Linked DNA regions of Sus scrofa: all the other regions are linked to region 1. The links are chromatin contacts, called in public Hi-C and promoter capture Hi-C maps. All regions are on one chromosome and are shown on one strand. Each heading gives the region's core, a stretch centred on a gene start, on an enhancer-like site or on the middle of the called end of the contact. The rest is flanking DNA. Distances are from core to core; before and after follow the strand shown.

What was found. Promoter capture Hi-C pulls out the DNA fragments that hold promoters and counts their contacts. A called contact is a pair of places that touch in the nucleus more often than the background predicts.
Region 2: a contact with region 1 is called in a promoter capture Hi-C map of liver, with 7 times the contacts expected there. The contact joins the promoter of DAD1 here to the promoter of MRPL52 in region 1. A contact is called at or near these places in 3 of 5 promoter capture datasets (fetal liver, fetal skeletal muscle and liver), 7 of 47 Hi-C or Micro-C datasets (embryonic fibroblasts, heart right ventricle, liver and 2 more) and 2 of 2 datasets of contacts at active chromatin or transcription factors (alveolar macrophages and skeletal muscle).
Region 3: a Hi-C map of embryonic fibroblasts shows a contact between it and region 1, with 2.0 times the contacts expected there. The contact joins the promoter of AJUBA here to the promoter of MRPL52 in region 1. A contact is called at or near these places in 1 of 5 promoter capture datasets (liver), 4 of 47 Hi-C or Micro-C datasets (embryonic fibroblasts, epiblast stem cells, liver and 1 more) and 1 of 2 datasets of contacts at active chromatin or transcription factors (alveolar macrophages).

What each region holds. Positions count from the first base shown.
Region 1 is chr7:76,189,509-76,193,834 of Sscrofa11.1, reverse strand. It overlaps MRPL52 (mitochondrial ribosomal protein L52), which reads left to right and starts at 2,223. Exons shown (of 5, transcript NM_001185151.1): 1 at 2,223-2,271; 2 at 2,374-2,434; 3 at 2,513-2,580. The coding sequence starts at 2,244.
Region 2 is chr7:76,429,897-76,434,222 of Sscrofa11.1, reverse strand. DAD1 (defender against cell death 1) reads right to left here and starts at 2,183. Exons shown (of 3, transcript NM_213944.1): 1 at 1,915-2,183. The coding sequence starts at 2,125. ABHD4 (protein ABHD4) reads left to right here and starts at 2,387. Exons shown (of 7, transcript XM_021099270.1): 1 at 2,387-2,496.
Region 3 is chr7:76,060,701-76,065,026 of Sscrofa11.1, reverse strand. AJUBA (LIM domain-containing protein ajuba) reads right to left here and starts at 2,018. Exons shown (of 8, transcript XM_021099246.1): 1 at 608-2,018. The coding sequence starts at 1,643. C7H14orf93 reads right to left here. Exons shown (of 7, transcript XM_021099247.1): 7 at 3,150-4,326.

The sequences.
Region 1 (4,326 bases), core at 974-3,473:
TATTAAATTGGTGCATATGTTCACTTCTGCATGTGGAGTTCCTATTGTCCACATTATTAGTTCACCTTAAAGCATGTGGCCTTTTTTATGATTTTGCACCCACAGTGTGTGTGAACTACTAGAAGATAGAAGTGTTGCTGGTTCAACTCCTTTACATAGTATTGGTGGTAGTGCCAGCCTGTCATCTTCCTGTCGATCTTGAATGTTGACACTGAGGTTTTGTTTTTTTTTTCCCAGCCCTTGGCTTCTCCTGCTTTATTCTCCAACTGTAAATTATGTAATGGGATTGCAGCACTGTCTGCTTCAGCTGTCCATCTCAGAACCAGCCAAAGCCACATGGAGCCTGGCTTGGGAAAGCTGTTACTCAGTCATTATTGCAACTGTAACACAATAAATCTACAGCCACATTTTGATTCAATTTCCTGATCTCTGAAAATTGCAAGCAATCTGTAAGGTGACTGCTTCCTAGACTATCTTATCCACTTTACAGGTTTATGAAAATTTATATAGAAGTGTTTTGATAACTGAAAATTAAAGCTACAAATGTAAAATGGTATTTGTATTCTATTGTCTTACTTCTCTTGCTTAGTTTTTTGGGACCATCCATTGGCATATAGCCAAGTTCTTTTATTCCCATCTTTTCTAGGTCAGCCCTCCTCTATTGCCATTCTTATTGTTATCAAAACAGCTGCTTTTACTTCTTAAACCAGGATCCACCCTTCCCCTCTTTCAAAGCACAGTTGAGAGCCACCTCCTGTGGAAAAACCTCCCAGTCTTACAGGAGGAAATGATAAACTTCCAGATAGGCCATTACACCACTCCTTCAAGTTTGCCCAGTCAGCAGTGTCTAGTCTAGTCCTACAGTAACGGCCACTTTTGTAGGAGTTCCACCATTTATAAAGCACTTTCACTTACCTTATCATTATTAAAATGTTTTCATAAATGTGGTATAATAAGCTTTTTTTCAATGAAGAAATTAAAGATAAAGGACTTCCCAAAAGCAAGTACAGGCATACCTCAGAGATAATTCATGTTCTGTTCCAGACCAGCACGGTAAAGCAAATACCAAGATAAAGTGTGTCCCACGAATTTTTTACTTTCCTAGTATATGTAAAAATTATATTCACACTATACTGTAGTCTATTAAGGGTGCAATAGCATTATGTCTAAAAAAAAGGATATACCTTAAAAATACTTCATTGCTAAAAAAGGCCAAAACAATTACAACAGTAATGTCAAAGATCACTGATCACAGACACCATAACAAATATTATAATGCCAAAGCTGAAAATACTCAAGAATTACCAAAATGTAACACAGAGACAGGAAGTGAGCTGTTGGAAAATCTGGCATGGATAGACTTGCTCTATGCAAGGCTGCTACAAACCTTCAATTTGTACAAAATGCATTACCTGCAAAGCACAGTAAAATGAAGTATGTCTGTGAGTGATTCTTTTTTTGTTTAAAAGGAGAGAGGAAGCCACGGATCTGGGTTGGCCACTTACTACCTACCTCACAAGGTTTTTACAGGCTTATATTAGACAATGGTGGTGGAAGCTCTTAAAAAAACGAAATGGGATCTTAGCTCTTCCTCAAGAAAACCTTGACTGCCTACTCTGGATCAAGTTCTCATCATATACTCACAAACAACTCCTACTTCCCTTCCCAGCACTCATCTCAGCTGTAATACTACAGCAATGTGTGTAATTGATAATTGTCATCTCTCTCTAGACTAGGAGCTCTATCCTAATAGCGACTTCTGCTTTGCTCTCCATAGACTCTCCTGCACGGAAGGAATACAGTGCTTGTCACACATAAACTCTTCAATATTGTTTCATAAATAAGTGAGAACTGAAACCTAGATTTGAGTCTTAGGCTGGGGAAAATGTTACAGTGATGCTAGAAGACAGAATGAGGTCACGTGAATGTCACTCAACTGAGAAATGAGAATAAATTTCAAAGGACTAGAGATCCCCAGGGGCGACGAAGGGCGTTTCCAAAGGACAGTTCAGAACGGCTCAGTCTGGAAGGACGCGACTTCCACCAAAGTTGTAGCCACCACTGAGGATTCACACGACGCCTAAAAAACCGGGGAGGCAGCTTTATCCCTCTATTCCGTACGGCGAGCCAAGATGGCGGGGCCCGTGATTGAAAACCAGATTCAAGATGGCTACTTCCGGCTTCCCCCGCAGCGTCCCGCGTGGCCATCGAGGCCACGCCCATTTCCGGCTCTGCGCCTCAGCATGGCTGCTTGGGGTATATTGCTATCTAGTAAGTGTGTATAGGGTAGGTGGCTCGGGAGCTTGCAGGGATGGGACGGGACCCCTGAGTTGGCCGCACAGTCGCTCTTCCAACTCTGTCCTCTGTTCCCAGCAGGTGTCCGGAGGCTGCACTGCGGAACGGCGGCTCAGGCGGGCAGCCAGTGGCGACTCCAGTGAGTGCCGGTCTGGGGGGCTCTGGGGTGGACCAGAAGCTGAACTTAGTCCTCACCGGGCTGTTTTTCTCCACCCAGGCAGGGCTTTGCTGCCAACCCCTCTGGCTACGGACCTCTTACGGAGCTCCCAGACTGGTCTTACGCGGGTGAGCACTAATCAGGCTAATTCTACTTCAGAGGAAACGCCTCTGGACGGAGTTGGGGGAGGTGTCACGGTGGGGGTGTGTCTGAGCCGACCACGTATTGAGTTTTTTTTTTCCTTTAACTTTTATTGGGGTGTCGTTAAATGTATTGAACTTTATCTTTGCAGTGGGGACGGGGTGCGGGGGGGGAGAAACCCTGTCGTTTGTTTTGGAAATTAAACTACCGTCTATGGAAAGTAAAACTAGACAGGATCTTCTTGGCTTTGGGGGATAAGCAGAAGATAATTCTGATTTGGGACGTCCTGGGGGAGTGACAAGACTTTACGCTGGTCAAAGAGGAATATGGTTTTTTCTAAGTTACCAAGAACCGCTCTTCTGTGTGGTGAATACATTGTTGAGAATTTGTTACCAAGCTCAAGGAGAGCTCTTTGAAAGGCTGCCTAAATGAGCATCTCAGAGAGAAGTGCAAAAGGGCGAGCACAGAGGATGGTGAGCTCCCTTAGGAAAAGTTTCTCCCTTTACGTTAAAAAAAAAAAAGAAAAAAGAATCCTAGAAAGGAAAGCCCTTACAAAAGTTGAAGCCTCTCTCCACTCTCTTGGGACTCCAGTTCACAGGTGGGAAAATTGATGCCTACAGAAGTATTGCTAGGGAGCACACAGCTAGGTAGTAGCAAAGACAGGAGTAGAACTGGGCAAAGGCCAGGCCCCCTTCAGCAGCACAGAGACTTGAGTATTGGATTCTGTAGGAGTATAAAACCTGCTCAATCAAATACTTTGTGACAGAGGAGGATGGTGAAGATTGTTTTCCTACTTTTTTTTTTTTTCTCTTTTTTTGGCTGCCCCATGGCATATGGAGTTCCCAGGCCAGGGATCAGATCCACACCACAGATCCTTTAACCTGGGCCAGGGACTGAACCTGTGTCCTGGTGCCACAGAGATGCTGCCTATCCCACTGTGCCATAGTAAGAATTCCTCTACCTGGTGTTTACTGCAGGAAGCCTAGGATCTCTCTGAAGTAGTATGGAATATTGGAAAGCCTGAAACTGATTCTTAATCCAGGCTTCTCTACTTGTTAACTTTGTGGTCTTACACAAATTACTTACTTGTATCTCAGTTTCTACATTTGTTAAACAAGAATACCTATCTCAGATGGTTCTTGTAAGGATAAAATGAAATAACCAACGTAAAGCACCTAATATACACAGTACTGGTTTCCTTTCCTGATAAATAATCTCTTATTTGTCTTGGCTTTAGACTTTTGGGCAGAGTTTTCACTCTCTTTCTTTGTAGAAAGTAAAAGTATTTTAATCTCTATTATAAACTACTTGAGGCCACATACTGCATCTTTTCAGCAAGTCAGCAGATATTTATGGAATTGTTATTATGTGCCAACACTATACTACCGTGAAAGGAAGGGATATAGTCCCTGATCCCAAGGAACTTAAAGTCCAGCTGGAAAAACAAAGCATGGACATTTTAAAAATTAAGCAATAGGAGTTCCCGTCGTGGCACAGTGGTTAACAAATCCGACTAGGAACCATGAGGTTGCAGGTTCAATCCCTGGTCTTGCTCAGTGGGTTAAGGATCCGGCGTTGCCGTGAGCTGTGGTGTAGGTTGCAGAGGTGGCTCGGATCCAGCGTTGCTGTGGCTCTGGCGTAGGCCAGCGGCTACAGTTCCGATTAGACCTCTAGCCTGGGAACCTCCATATGCCACAGGAGCGGCCCTAGAAAAGGCAAAAAGACAAAAAAAA
Region 2 (4,326 bases), core at 934-3,433, 240 kb before region 1:
TGAACAAGCCTACAAATAACAAATGCTGGAGAGTGTGGAGAAAAGAGAACGCTCCTACACTGTTGGTAGGAATGTAAACTGGTACAACCACTACGAAAAACAAAATGGAGGTACCTCAGAAAACAAAATATAGAACTACCATATGATCAGCAATCCCACTCCTGGGCATCTATCCAGACAAAACTTTCATTGAAAAAGACACATGCAGAGTTCCCATTGTGGTGCAACAGAAATGAATCTGACTAGGAACCATGAGGTTTCGGGTTTGATCCCTGGCCTCGCTCAGTGGGGTAAGGATCTGGTATTGTCATGAGCTGTGGTGTAGGTCGAAGACGTGGCTCACATCTGATGTTGCTGTGACTGTGGCGTAGGCCTGCAGCTGTAGCTCCAATTTGATCCCTAGCCTGGGAACCTCCATGTGCCACAGGGGTGGCCCTAAAAACCAAAAAAAAAGAGAAAAAGATATATGCACCCTTATGTTCATTGCAGCACTAACTCACAACAGCTAAGACACGGAAACAACCTAAATGTCCATCAACATATGAATGGATTAAGAAGACGTTGGAGTTCCCATTATGGCACAGCAGAAATGAATCCCACTAGGAACCATGAGGTTGCGGGTTCAATCCCTGGCCTCACTCAGTGGGCTAAGGATCTCGCGTTGCCGTGAGCTGTGGTGTAGGTCACAGTTTCGGCTCAGATCCCACGTTGCTGTGGCTGTGATGTAAGCCGGAAGCTGTAGCCCCAATTGGACCCCTAGCCTGGGAATCTCCAAAGCTTTGAGGGTGGCCTTAAAAAAAAAAAAAAGACATGGTGTATATATACAGTGGAATACTACTCAGCCAAAAAAAAGAACAAATTAAATGTCATTCGCAGCAACATGCATGGAACCAAAGACTCTCATACTAAGTGAAGTAAGTCAGAAAGAGAAAACAAACAAAAAAAAATGGAGTGTCCATTATGGCTCACATTAACAAATCCAACTAGCATCCATGAGGACTCACCTTTGATCCCTGGCCTTGCTCAGTGGATTAAGGACCCAGTGTTGCCACAAGCTGTGGTGTAGGTCACAGACACAGCTTGGATCTAGCGTTGCTGTGGTGTAGGCCAGCAGCTGTAACTCCAATTCGACTCTCAGCCTAGGAAATTCCATATGCTGTGGGTGTGGCCCTAAAAAGCAAAAAAAAAAAAAAAAAAAAAAAAGGAAAGAAAGACAAATACCATATATCGCTTATATCTGGAATAATGGCACAAATGAATCTATCTACAGAAAAGAAACAAACCCATGGACATGGAGAACAGGGAGAAGGGGAGGGAGTGGGATGGGCTGGGAGTATGGGGTTAGTAGATGCAAACTATAGCACCTAACCCTAGAGTGGATAAGCAATGAGATTCTGCTGTATAGCATAGGGAACTATATCTAATCATCAGTGATGGAACACGATGGAGGATAACGTAAAAAAGAATATATATATATATATATACATATACACATACATATGTATAACTGGATCACTTTACTGTACAGCAGAAATTAATAAAACATTGTAAGTCAACTATAGTAAGTTTAAAAATAAAAAAAAAAAGTCTACCAACTTCAAAGTTGTGTTAAAGCTAGGTGGAAATTGGGAAGAAGTTTTCCCTGGACTATATATACAAAGTGAAGAGGATCACCAGGTTGCACAGCAGCATGAAAGTGGTTTCTATATTTAATTCCAGCTCCTTGGTGATTCTCCAGTAACAGGCACGCCACCTGTCTGACCCTCCATTTCCCCATTCACAAAGAGAGAGCAATGCAGGCTCCTCTCATAACTTGACAAGGCAGTGTTCTGATACAAAGAGACGAGCACTGTGGGAATAAAAGCAGCGCACCAAAGAAACACATTATTATGGAGATTATTACTGAATCATTACCCGCTAGAATGAAGCTCCCCACGCAAGAGATAAAGCCGGAGAGGAAAGAGTTGAAGGGGAAGGTCCCCACGAGGAGACAGTAACCGAATTGCAGCGCCCCGGTCAGCAGTATATACAAGAGATATGCATCCAACAATTTCAGACGCTGAGGAGTGGAGCTCAAGTACTCTTCTAAGAACCGGGAGATTACCGACAACACCGACGCCGACATGACTATAAACTTGGTACTTCGGCCGGCGTACCCCAAGCTCCTAGAGTACCAGACGACCACACCGGATGTAGTCTTAGCGCATGCGCAGCGGTACAGCCCAGCTCCGTCCTCCCCGATTTGCGCAGGCGTATAGACCGACCAAGGCGCGAAACAACCAATGCGCAGACGCAGAATACATCCTCAAAATGAGAACTACAGCCAGAGAAAGCTAGTGCGCCTGCGCAACGGATCTTTCCCTGTGCTGGAGACGTGTACTCTTTTTGTTCCATTTCCGCCGTCAGGTTGGTGACGCCCACAGTTGCTCTAGCAACAAGATAGTGCGGGAGGAAGACCGGGAGAGGCTTTACAGCCAATAGCGAAGCTACTCCGAGGTTTGGAGTCTCTTTGGTTCACTCACGTTCTCAAACATATACTATTTAGATCTGCTATAGGGCAATGTCTGGCGCTCTCCGGGTTCAGTACTTGTTCGGTCCTAATTCTGTTAAGGGCGCTAACTGCGATCCGTCCCAGATCATTGGAGCAAGTCAGGTTGCCCCAAAGTTGGAACCACCCGATCAGTGTCTGAGCGGGCACCAGTTTAGACGTGGTTATTGGGGGTGGGAGGTGTGGGGCGGAGTGGGGGAGCTCGACTTTACCCGGTCCTGAACTGGCTTTAGGATCTAGACTTGGGGACGCTTATTAATAAGAGCGATAGAATCAAACCTCAGGTATTCATTCAGCAGACATTTATTGGGCTCCTCCACATTTTTTGAATTGTAGTTAGTCAATTGTAGGTATTCTTCGGTGAATCTGATAGTCTTAAAAGAGCTGGGGGTGGGCGTGGGGTGAGAAAGTCGATTAAATTGCATAGAGTATACGATCAAGTTTAGCAGCGTGCTACTCCCAACCTAGCATCTTGAACCTGTTGTTGAACTATCCCAGAATGTCAGTGCTGAAAGGCCTGAAAGAGCATTGCCTGGTGCCTGGTTCAAACTCTACCCCTTCCGATTTATTTTGCAGAAGAAAATGAAGGTTTAAGGTTTTGTATTTTAACAAGTGGAATTAGTTACTTGTATTTAGTGTTTTAACCTTTTTGAAAAATAAGGTCCACCTTAGTTTCTGGCTTTTGCCGCGTTTTTTGTTTTGTTTTGTTTTTTTCCCATGCCAGAGGCTTGTGGAAATTACCCTGGCCAGGGATCAAACCAGGTCACAGCAGCAACCCAAGCCACTGCAGTGACAATGCCAGATCCTTAACCCACTGTGCCACAAGAGAACTCCTGCTGCCCTTTTATTTTAGGTGAATCTGATCTAACAGACCTAGCTCATCGCACTTTCAGCTGCAAGTAGCATATAACCAGGTACTTTTTCAACTTATTAGTAACTTTAAACTATCCTAGCCACTCAAGCAAAATTCCTAAAACAGCAAGTAAACCTTCCTTAGTTTTCATTTGTTGTTTGTGTTCACACTGGAACCAGGAGTTCCCGTGGTGGCTCAGTGGTTAACGAATCTGACTAGCATCCATGAGGATGTAGGTTCGATCCCTGGCCTTATTCAGTGGGTTAACGATCCGGCGTTGCCATGAGCTGTGGTGTAGGTTGCAGATGTGGCTCGGATCTGGCGTTGCTATGGCTGTGGTGTAGGCCAGCAGCTGTAGCTCCAATTCAACCCCTGGCCTAGGAATCTCCATATATCGTGAGTGTGGCCCTTAAAAAAAAAAAAAAAGTAAACTGGAACCAAATCGTGTGCTGGCTCTTAGTCATGAGCAAAACCTTGCTTAATTCTAGAAAAAAGAGATATAATCCATGTCCTCAGAAAGATTTACAATCCATCTGAAAAGATATATTCCTAGTCACACCCATTGAGATTTGTACTGTTATCTGAACTTAAGTTCAGTCTAAACCCTCTTATGTTGCTGAGGGGGAAAAAAAGAGGAATGGATAACCAGGCTGGTTCCTATTTCTATATCATAAAGCAAGTGTCATTTTCTCTGACAAGTTGAACTTTTCTCCCTGCCTCATCAGTGAATAGGAGGGTAGCTTTCTCACTGGTATTCAACTTCACACTTTAAAGGCTAGGCTGATGCTTTTTAATTATTTAGGAGTGCATTCCTCAGGGGGGTTCTATTCTGTTAGCTAGGCTTCTTCCAGTAGTCTCTCCCTTCTGTTTTGTCTGCCTTTGATCCATGTCAACTAGCATCATTAGCATCTTCACAGGAACTCCC
Region 3 (4,326 bases), core at 769-3,268, 130 kb after region 1:
CCCTGCTTTTCGTCCCAGGGCTTTCATTCTTTCCTCGGGCTCCATATCCCCGACCGCGGCAGCCACAGCTCCGCGCGTGTTAGGAGGCAGCTCCCCCACCCCCTGCACCTCACCTCCGCCCTGCGCCGCGCGACCGGCCCCGCCCGCGGGCACCTGGAGCGCCCGGGCAGGAGCCGGCACGCACGCTGCCCGCCCGCCCCGCCCCCCACCCGCGCATTCCCCGAATTCCTGCGGGCGGAGCCTGGGCCCGGGTGGGGGCGCGGCGCGCAGGAGCCTGCAGGGGCACCACCGCCGAGGGGGTAGCAAGATGGGGGATGCTCTCACGGCCCCACTTGGTCCCCTCCCTACGAGGCCTCCTACCGAGAAAAACCCAGGCTCTAAAGCTTGAGGAACTGGAGATCACACAGGGAGGGGGTGAATTTAGCAGGAATAGGGTGCCTGTGGTCCATCTGAAACCCAGTGGGAAGGGAATTCTTCTCTTGCCTCTTTCCTAGCCCTGAGTCTCTGCCTCCGACCTCCTGGCGCAGGCAGTTTTGGCCGTCGGGGCAGAGGGGAACCAAATGCGGTGACGGGTCCCTCCCCGTCCCTCACCACTTCTCTCACTCACCAAAGTAGTCTTCTCTGGACTCCGGCTCCCGTATCCGGGTCCGGGCAGCCTCCTGAACGAACGCACCCGGCGGCTCCTCAAGACCCGACGGCTCAATTCCCGAGGGTTCCCCGCGGGCGCCGGCTTCTCGCCCACCTGTGCCCCCTGTCAGGCGCAGCAACGCTGTTAGCTCATCCTGGTATCGGGCGCCAGCGGCGCAGTCCCCGTAGCCAGTCACCGAGTGTCGTCCGGGTTGCGCCCCTCGTCTCTCCAAGGGCCCAGCCGCTCCTACTCCAGCTCCGGCAAGAGCTCCCGGGCTGCCCAGGGCCGGGGGATATGAGTGGCGGCTTTCCTGGCAGCCGAATCCGGCCGGCCGATGAGCGCACAGTCGGTCCAGGGCAGCGTGGAGCTCGGGGTAGGCGGACGGCACCCCTCCGGAGGAATAGCCTGCCGGAACCCCAGCCAGGGGTGGGCCAAACAGGCAAGGCCCGGCAGGCAGAGGACTGCCGTGGCGCTGGTCATAGCCCATGCTGATGCCGCTGGTACGATTGCTGCAGGGTCGGCTACCTCCGGCTCCACCAGCCCCCGCCCCGTCCAGCAGCAGACTGCCCCGGGGGCTGGACGGCTTGCTCGCGTCGCTGGCTGAGCTACTGGCAAAACTGGAGCGGGGGCTTAGGGCTGGGGCCGTGGTCTCCAGCCGAAAGTCAGGGGGCAATGACTGAGGTAGAGGCAAGGCCCGGGTGGGAGGTGGCACCCCGGGAAAGGAGGCTTCGTAGCGCTGCGCCTCAAAGGAGCCGCGGGGGTTCCGCTCAGCATCCAGGGGGCCTTGCTCCCGGGCTGGCTCCAACGGCTCATCCCCAAGTCCCCCAGTAGCTCCACGGGGCCCTGATTTCCTAGGTCCCCCTAATCCGCTCTGACGCCCCTTTCCCGGCCCGGGGGTCCCATCAGACCCAGACCGGCTAGATTCACCCTTTCTGCGGCCGAACTTGGCGCTGCCGGAGTCCGAGAGTCTTAACTTCTCTAGCAGGCGACTGGCTTTCTCCCCTAATCGCTCCATGCCCTCGGGCCTGGGGACTCCAGCCCCCTCCCCGCCCGGCACCCTGCAGCGTCTCGGTGGCCGCTTCTCTCTCCCTGCGGCTGGACTCGGGTTCCCCGGGGGCACAGGATAGGCACCGGGATTTAGCGGGTGGCCTGGATGCCCCGCGCCAAGAATCCCGCAGCATCCCCCAGCGACAGGGGTTGCGTCCCCCCGCGCATCAGGGGTTAAGCAAGGCTAGAAGGGCCGACGGCCGTGGCTGTGCCTTCCGCAGGTCTATCTGTTCACGAGCCGACTCACCCGGCAGCCCCACTCTCCCCGGCCCCCGCCCCCCTCGCTCTCACACTCAGCACGGACCCAACTTCTCTCCCAAACTTTTGTCTGCCTGGCCGGATCTACTTTCCTGGAGGGGCGGGGCGCTGAGTGCGAAAGAAACAGGGGTGTCGGCGCAGGAATCTGGTGCGCCGGAGGAGGGGAGAGCGGGTGCTGGTGCCAACTGTCCTGGAACTGGAGATCCGCCGACTGACGGCTAAAAAAGGGCGAGGGGCAGTTTGGGCAATAGCTACTACACCACTCAAGAATTGGGACAGGAAAAAGTGGGGGAGGGGAGGGGAACTCTTTGTTTGTAGTTGGAATGCGCGGAGGGGCACCGTGGAATGTCGCGGCCCGGGACCCGGCGACGCGAGGCTTGTTCTGCGCAAACACCGTGACTTTGTTCCTAGTATGAGGACTGCTGGAGAGATGAGGAGGGACTGATACAGAAATAGTGAGACAGGGAGAGAAAAGAAATGTAGATACACAGAGAGGTTCAGAGCGAGGAAGCCCTTATAGAGAGGTTGTGGAAGACAGGTATGGAAAGAAAGAGAGCAGACCAAAGGGGATCGATCGCGGGTGTTGCAGAGACCGAAGGCTGAATAGGCCAAGAAAAAGACAAATTTGTGCGAATCCAGAGAGAATGAGAGACAAACAGATAAGCTGCAATGCAAAGACAACTTTCTGAATCCAAAACTCTGCAGTTGGAGGGAGGGAGTTTTAGAGTGTGTGTGTGAAAGGAGAGAGAAAAAGGCTTGGGACTAATCTCTACCTTCAGGGTAGGGCTGATAGAGGGATCGATAGACACCCCCTGGTGTTGGGAAATGAGATTTTTAGCAACTATTTCTGGTGACTGGGGATAGAAGGCCTGGTTTTTAGGGGTAGCAAAGGCCTCGCCCTTGGTTGGCCCACAGGAGATTGGTGATAAAGAGTAAGTATCAACTTAAGCGGAAGAAAAAATATGTTCTTTAGAAGAGATAGCAAGTGAAAATGATCAAGGTGGAAAAGCAAAAGAGGCCAATCCTGGCCATACTAGGAGGCTCAAGAATAAGGAAAAGAGGAAGCCCTGGCTGAAGCTGAACATACCTGATTAAATATCAGCCAATGGATTTTGCCCAGACCAGCACATCAGGGGCATGGGGTAGGGTGTGGGGGAAAATGGAGAGGGAAAATAACTCCTTTGCATTTGGATAGTAAATTAGTATGAAAATTATATGCAAACAAATCATGCATATTATTTTCACTTCAACATTCTGAACACCTTTTACAATCTTAGTGTGGCCTTAGGGAAAGGGGAAGGAAAGGAGGTTAATATCTTTGGGGAAATTAATTTGGCACAAACTGTTTGGCTTCTCTGCCCTAGCTGCATTGTCTCCCTGCCCTCATCTCTCCTGAGAATCAGCCTCTTTCCCTGGTCAGGGCTACAGCATCTCTCTGATCCAGAGGAGAGTTTACTCTTAGGGTGGAAGCAAGGAGGACTGAAAGCATTAGTAACCCAGGGGAGCTCTCAGGTTGCATCCAGAACCTGCTGTTGCGTGCCATCTTCAGAATCAGCCATAAGCTTCTCCCTCCTTTCCTGTCTCCCCATGGGGAAGGAGAACCTGGATGCTTCCTTCCAATTACCTACATTTTCTAACATTTGGGAGCTTTGCTCCTTTGGCGTTAGAATGGGAGAGTAAATCTTATGAAAAGTTGAGATGCCATTAAAGGAGGCCCATCCGGGAGCTGGTAGTGGCAGTAGTAGGCACAGTTGGGATCAAGAACTTGGGTGTTCAGGGGATGACAGGAAGCAGACACAAGTGAAAGGGGGACACTCTGATAGGGCAGGTGCCAGCAGTGCTCATGACCTCGGGGTAACCACTCTATAGGCTGAACTAGAGCCAGGAGCTCCACAGGCCCTATTCTCCCTCCCCAGGACTTTAGGCTCTATATACACAGATGACTCCTCAGTCCGTATCTCTAGCCTAGACTCTCTTGGACTTAAAAACTCAGCTGACGACTAGCACCTCTACTTGGTTGTCTCAAAGGTACACAACACCCTAAACTGACCTCACCTTCCCTGCCTCCCAAAACTGGCTCCTCCAGCATTTCCTGAGCAAATGGCGCCATTAACCACTTAGCTACTTAAGCCAGAAATCTGAATATTGACCTTATGTCCCCCTCCCTTAACCTCAAATCCTATCACCAAGGCCTATCACCAAGTCTTGTCAATTCTGCTTCCAAATTATCTTTCAAATCTGTCCTTCCCTCATCAACATCACTACACATACACACACACACACACACACACACACATGCACGCACGCACGCACGCACGCACACACGCACACACGCACACACACACACACCACCATCTCTTCTCTCCTGGACCACTGCAAAAGTCTCCCTGCTG